Regions from separate parts of the Sus scrofa genome. Here region 2 is linked to region 1. The links are chromatin contacts, called in public HiChIP or PLAC-seq maps. All regions are on one chromosome and are shown on one strand. Each heading gives the region's core, a stretch centred on a gene start, on an enhancer-like site or on the middle of the called end of the contact. The rest is flanking DNA. Distances are from core to core; before and after follow the strand shown.

The links. HiChIP or PLAC-seq counts read pairs in DNA pulled down with a chosen protein or histone mark.
Region 2: an H3K27ac HiChIP or PLAC-seq map of alveolar macrophages shows a contact between it and region 1. The contact joins two enhancer-like sites. A contact is called at or near these places in 2 of 47 Hi-C or Micro-C datasets (fetal liver and omental adipose tissue) and 1 of 2 datasets of contacts at active chromatin or transcription factors (alveolar macrophages).

The regions. Positions count from the first base shown.
Region 1 is chr17:35,486,356-35,490,110 of Sscrofa11.1, forward strand. No RefSeq gene overlaps it. Among named protein-coding and RNA genes, the nearest start is that of MYLK2, 12 kb to the right of the region's middle. Within about 2 kb of position 1,791, at least 16 of the 83 cell types and tissues checked have an H3K27ac peak or open chromatin away from gene starts, as enhancers often do. A contact at or near this core is called in alveolar macrophages, where this site is marked.
Region 2 is chr17:35,688,242-35,691,517 of Sscrofa11.1, forward strand. It overlaps CCM2L (cerebral cavernous malformations 2 protein-like), which reads left to right. Exons shown (of 10, transcript XM_021077713.1): 9 at 1-114; 10 at 955-2,134. The coding sequence ends at 78. Among named protein-coding and RNA genes, the nearest start is that of HCK, 19 kb to the right of the region's middle. Within about 2 kb of position 1,515, at least 14 of the 83 cell types and tissues checked have an H3K27ac peak or open chromatin away from gene starts, as enhancers often do. A contact at or near this core is called in alveolar macrophages, where this site is marked.

The DNA.
Region 1 (3,755 bases), core at 541-3,040:
TAGTACAGCCTCCCATTTCTCCTGAAACTCAATCTTTGCTTTTCTTTTGCAGAGAAATTCAAGTTCTTTATCCCTTCAGGCCTTGTCCAGGAGGGAGCTTCTCTTTCAATTGTCAGAGGCTACCCCAGAATTTTCCTAAACAAAGAACATGCCCTCCAATAGGAATTTACTGAGTTCTGAGAAATCGGGCTGCCACACTTTGTTTGGCAAGTTGCAGAGCTCCTAGCACCTGCAGACATGCAGATTGTTGGAATTTCTGCAATACCTGAGAAGGACTGTGTTTTTAGTGTTGGGTTGTTTTTGTTTTTGTTTTTTTGCTTTTTAGAGCCACACCCACGACATATGGAGGTTCCCAGGCTAGGGGTCAAATTGGAGCTGTAGCCGCCAGCCTACGCCAGAGCCACAGCAACACCAGATCCGAGCCGCGTCTGCGACCTACACCACAGCTCACAGCAACACCAGGTCCTCAACCCACTGATCGAGGCCAGGGATCGAACCTGCAACCTCATGGTTCCTAGTCGGATTCGTTTCTGCTGCGCCACAACGGGAACGCCTTGGTGTTTTAACTTGTTATAGTTTCCCATTACTAATAGTCTTGTGCTGATTAATTAATACAAGGTCATCGTTCACTTTTACTTTGATCATTTTGTTCTTATGTAATTGCTTTGTTGCCATCTTGACTGCTGTTTTATTCCTTACCAGTTCTTTTCCATAGAATTTTGTCCTTAGAAAGTAGAGCTTGAGTAGTAGACAGGCTGCAGTGGCAGTTGCTCCAGCATTGAATAGAGGTAAGTCTAGACTTACACAATTGTAACACGAGATACGATGTAATTGAGTAATGTGAGACAGACAGATAAAACGCTTCAGGAGTTTAGAGATTCTTGGAGGTGAGATTGCAGTTCCTTTGGGGCGGGGGACATGCTTGCAGCATGCAGAAGTTCCTAGGCCAGGGATTGAACCTATGCCACAGCAGCAACAACACTAAGCTACCAGGGAACTCCGTTTCTGCAACCTACACCACAGTTCACGGCAATGCCGGATCCTCGGCCCACTGAGCAAGGCCAGGGATCGAACCAGCAACCTCGTGGTTCCCAGTTGGATTTGTTAACCACTGCGCCACGATGGGAACTCCAGCGTTTTCCTTTTTTTTATAGCAATGAGATTGTAGTATTATGCATTTCCTTTAATGTTAATTTGTTCTGTAAGTGTCGCACTTCATTCAAAATTCAAAAGCTACAAGTTCAGTTCCCACCCCAGATAGTGCTGCCAAGTATGTTCCCTTGCAGAGATGACTTCACCTGCTCCCTTTTGTTTTTCCATAAATAATGTCATAATTTATACTCTGTTCCTTGCTCTTTCATATGTTCTGCATTGAATGATGTGGTTCAGGTGCTACCTCAGGTGTGTACTAGCTTTCTGCCTGGCTGAAGTATGAAGCTTCTTATGAGAATCTAGTGACCTGAAGGCAGATGTCCAGTAGTGATGTCCAGTTCCTCTGTGTGATGTCCTGGGCTAATGACCTGAGGTCCCAAGGGCTTGAGGGCAGCTTGGCAATACCCAGTCTTTTAGCTCCCCCTGGCTTAGCTGAGCCTTGGGGGCTTATTGGCTTGAGTATCCGGTCGGACCTGTATATCCCCTTCGGTAGCTCTTGACATGCTTCCTTTTCAGTTCCTTTCTGAATCTTGACTGCTGGAGAAGTTCCTCATTGCTGAGAGTAGCAGTTAAAAAAGCTGTCAGCCACGTGGCCGGGCTCCTATTTCTGCACAGCCAGGCTGAGTTATAGCTTGGTGGTGTGGATCCAGGTAGGAGTCGGTCAACATTCTGAATCCTGAGCTGCCATCTGCCTTGCAGCCTGCTGGGATGCTCAGTTTAGACAACATATAAAGTTTCCTGGGTATGGGACAAACCCAGGCCTATGGAAAGAGCAGGAAGGTTAAAGTGTGCAGTACTTTGAGCAGTGACGAAGGCGTAACCACGGAGCTGACATGTTTGCTCCAATGCCAAGAATTCCAGGACAATTTGTTATCCAGCTAAAGCCAGTGTAGTTGCTATAAAAAAGAAGCCTGGGGACAAACACTTTTTCCTTGTTTTTTGTATTCCTGCATACCCACTCTACTTTCTGTAGCAAAGGTTACGGATGTCAAAACCAGAAATACCTCATCGTATTTGCACTTCTCTTTCTTGCAAGAGAATAAGAGGCTGGGCTCACGTCAAAGCATGACTCTTAAGCACTGAAGGTTATCAGCAGCTTCCTGAAAGGGCTTGACAAATGCTGACATTTTACTCCGAGAAACTATTGTTGCAGGGGCTTAGGAAAATACTAGGTTTTGTCAAGAATTATTTCACCAGACTGCCTAGCCCTAAAGCATCAATTGCCTTCTCTTCTTTTCTTAAAATTTTATGACACAGAAAGGAAATAAAAACTTGGCCTGTCTGATCTGCCTAAACCCATGTCGTTTGAGACTGGTATCCCAGAACCTCACAGGCAGGTGTATGAATGGGCTAAAAATTGTTGCCTACCTTATTTTGGTACCAGTGATATTCTCAGGACTCCTTTCAGGAGCAAGGGTGGGAGATGTAGTTTTCAGTGGGTCAAATACTAAACAATGAGTAGTTGTAAAATACAATAGGAAAAGCAGTTTGGGGCAGCATTGTTACGCTTAGTGGCGAGGAGCGATGAAAAGTCAGTGGCCTTACGCTGACATACTCCCTAAAACTTTAGTGTGTTTTTCTACAGTGTAGAGTTTTTCTGACATACAAAGTATTCCTTTTTTTCATTTTGCATAGTATTAATGCAAATATTTTTCCCGTATTGTTGCATACTCTGAAAATACCAATTCTAACAGCAGCATATTGTTCCTGTGTTCTGAGTTTGCTTCTCCCCATTGAAAAGGTTTGTTTCGCAAAAGATTTTTCTAGGCTATTTATAGGACAGATTTCTTTGTCCCCCTAATGTATTATGTCTGTCTCTAAACTTTAAATGGCTGTTTCAAACCACTTAGTCAATCTTTGTAATTCAATTAAATTATTAAAATGTAAGTCCCTCCCAAAAGCATAGTCAATGACGACATTCTGGCATACACACTTGCACACTGGAAAGCTCTCTTTGGCCGACCTGATGTCAGTGTAACTGGCACTGGTGCCCAGCAGAAGAGTTCACCGGCATTTAGCAAAGCCTTTCTGGAGAGAATTCTAGGTATGTCGTTTTAAAGTCTTGGAATTCTACATCTTAAGACAGACGTACACGGGGGGTGGCTGTCTCAGAGCCTGGAGATCAGATTTGAAAGGAAACGCCCTTTGTCTTTCTTAACTCTAGCTGGGCTGCGGTGTGTCTTGGGAAGAGTAGAGGCAGGGAATATAATCCACCTCCTGGCACTGGCACACCGGCTGACCTTTAACAAGGCACTCCCTTTTTCTGGACCTCAGTTTCCATATCGTCAAAGAGGTGACTGAATGAGAAAAATAAATAAGGCTCTTTCAGCTGGAATGTTTTCAGCTTTTTTCCCCCGACAATTTGTTCTAACCACATTCGTCCTAACCACATTCGTCCTAGTTTGACATTTATATTTTTCTATAGTCAGCTGCTCCGTCACTGCAAGAGGGCACCCCTAGCAGGCTAGATTTCTATTTCAACTTAAATGAAGTTATGCTGGAGACCAGAGTGCTAGCTCTTGAGGACTTTCCAAGGGTTGTTCTGGAAGAGGAAATCTAGCCCACATCACTCCAGGGGACTAATCCCTGAATAATGTCCTCTG
Region 2 (3,276 bases), core at 265-2,764, 200 kb after region 1:
AGATACAGCAGTTTGCACTGCTGCTGCGGGAGTACCGGCTGGGGCTGCCCATCCAGGACTACTGCGCAGGCCTACTGAAGCTCTACGGGGACCGGCGCAAGTTCCTCCTGCTTGGTGAGCCCCTCATCCAGGCTGGGAGGGTTCGCTCCCTATCCTGCAGCCAACATCATGAGATCAATGAGGCATGGGAGGAAACCAAGGTGCAGGGAGGGGAGGTGACTGCAGTCACTGAGCTGGGAAAGAAAGCACAGGTATAGCCGTCTCACCTTCACAGCAAAGCAGTGATCCTTCCCATTTTACTCCGTGAGAATTCTGAGGCTCCGTGAGGGGACAGAACTTGTCCACGGTCACAGAGCTAGTGAGGAGGGCTGATGATAACAGCAACAGGACTGGTGATATTAATAAGTTAACATATATTTGGCGGTTACCCTGTGCCAAGGATCATCTCATTGAATGCCCTCGGTTCTGGGAAGCTGTAACTATTATTTGCCTTCATTTTGCAGGTGAAAAAACAAGCTTAGAGAAGCAAAGTACATAAGTCACAAAGCTAGTAAGTAGCGACAGAAGTCAAACAGAAGTCAAAGGGAGCACTCAGTGTATGCTAAGTACCTTATTTAATCCTCACAGCCCTACCGGGAGAACAGAAAAGGTTGTCTCAGTGCTACAGGTGTGACAAGTAAGGCTCAGTGTAATTACTCAAGGAGGGTTACACAACTAATACATGGGAACGTAACCACTGAGGCAATAATAATAACAATAATAAGCTAACATACAGTGAGCATTTGCTGTGTGCAGAGCATTATGCCATTATTCTCTGGCTCAGAGACTCGTGCAAGACCACCCAGCCCACAAGTGGCAGGTGGAGATCTGAACTCCACTCTCCAGGGAAGGTGGTTCCTCCGTGAGAAAGGAAGGGTTGACCCCCGAGGACTCACCCTGCTCCCCGGCCCACAGGGATGCGGCCCTTCATCCCGGACCAGGACATCGGCTACTTCGAGGGCTTCCTGGAGGGTGTGGGCATCCGCGAGGGTGGCATCCTCACCGACAGCTTCGGCCGCATCAAGCGCAGCATGAGCTCCACGTCGGCGTCCGCCGTGCGCAGCTACGATGGCGCGGCCCAGCGGCCCGAGGCGCAGGCCTTCCACCGGCTGCTGGCCGACATCACGCACGACATCGAGGCGCTGGCCCCGGACGACGACGACAGCACGGACGAGGAGTCCCGGGGGTCCCCGGGCGGGGGCGATGCAGCCGAGGACAACTACCTGTAGCCTGCGCCGCCGCCCCTGAAAAGGGCGGGGAAAGGGTGGTCCCGCAACCCTGCCTCTGCGACTCGCTCACTCTGGCCTGTGGGACTCCATCCCCAGGGTCCCCTGCTCAAACCCCAAGGCTCCACCCTCCGGTGGTCTCTGTCCCTACCCTTGGGGCTCCGGGCCCTGCAGTACCGAGAATGTCCTGCAGAGGGCGGAACCCTAACAGGGACCGAGCAGCCCCTCTGCCCACGGGTGGGCTGCGAACTGCTTCGTCTCACTAGCCCGGAGGGATCGGGCACTCGCTCCTCTTCCAGACTCCGTGGCTTTCTGGAGGCCGAGGGATAGATGAAGAGTTGGCGCCACCTGCTGGCCGATTGAGAAAAGAATTCCCAGCGCCTGATGGCCTCTACTCCTCCTACTACACAGTTTAGGAAACCGCTTCAAAAGGAGAAGGAACTTGAAGGAGTCTCCTGATTCCCCTCAGATGTTACCTCAAACTGACTCTACTAGATAGTGTAGAGGGTATTTTTAAAGCTCTGAATCCGGGTCTCATCTTCCCAGATGGCAGAGATTAGATGGTCAGGGTAGAAAAGTAGTTTCTTTCTACTGAGAGTGGATCCCCGGGAGGATGATCTGTGTCCCGGTCCTGGTCCCAAGGCTCTGAACAAGCTGCTTGTTCAGATCTTGCATTTGGAGCTGGACAGACCTAGGCCTCCTCTGTGGTAGGGGTCCTGGCCTCCTGGTGCCTCCCATTTCCTCTGCTGACCCTTGAGTTGGTCCCACCCACCTCACAGGGGCTGGTCATAGGGATCCCTGAAGGGCAAGACCTGCTGGGTCCGGCACATGATAGATGCTCAATAAATGCTGTTCCTTTCCCCACTGAACACTTTCGGACTCAGTTTATTTGTCTTTACCCTGTGTGCACTGGAACAGGTGTTGAGGTGGGGGTGAGATGTAAGAAGACCCTCAGGGAGCTCCCAGTTTGAGAGGAGGACCTAGGACTTGCCCCTCACAGCTCTCTTATAGCCCGGCTCCCAGCTCAAGGACCACAGAGCAGTACTCAAGATTCCACAGACAGCCATCACATCCGGGATAGTCAAAGAAACCCGAAGACAGGGTTGGAGTGGGAGAGAATTCGGGGTAAGCACAGCCTCAGAGGCTAAAAGAAAGAAGCCCTGAGGACTTCCCATCATGGCTCAGCAGCAACGTACCCGACTAGTACCCATGAGGACTCGGGTTCGATCCCTGGCCTTGCTGAGTGGGTGAAGGAGCCGGCATTGCCGTGAGCTGTGGTGTGAGTCGAAGACGCAACTTGGATCCCACGTGGCTGTGGCTGTGGCTGTGGCCAGCAGCTGCAGCACCGATTCAGCCCCTGGCCTAGGAACTTCCATATGCTGAGGGTGCGGCCCTTAAAAGACAAAAAAGAAGAAGAAGGAGAAGAAGAGGAAGAAGACAAAGAGGAAGAAGGAGAAGAAGCAGCAGCCCTGAGAAGAAGCAAGAGAACTGCATAGAAGGGCTAAAATTTAGTTGTGAACTTCATGTGGGCTTCCATGGCCAGACAGGCTACTTACCATGAGGTAGGTAGGTAACTACTAACACCAACGTCAATATAATAGCATTGCTATTATTAGGGCTTAGGATCCAGAGAATTCCATGATTCATACTCAGTTCATGGTGAACGACCATCATAATTGGTCCATACAAGGCCTGTCTTTTTTTTTTTTTTTTTGTCCGTTTTTGTCTCTTTAGGGCCAGCACCCGCAGCAAATAGAGTTTCCCAGGCTAGGGGTCTAATCAGAGCTGTTGCCGCCGGTCTACACTGGAGCCACAGCAACATGGGATCCGAGCCGCGTCTGTAACCTACACCACAGCTCACGGCAATGGAGGATCCTTAACCCACTGAGCAAGGCCAGGGATGGAACCCGCAACCTCATGGTTCCTAGTCGGATTCATTAACCACTGAGCCACGACAGGAACTCCCCTATACAAGGCCTTTCTAATGTCTTCCTTTGTTTTATATTCCTCG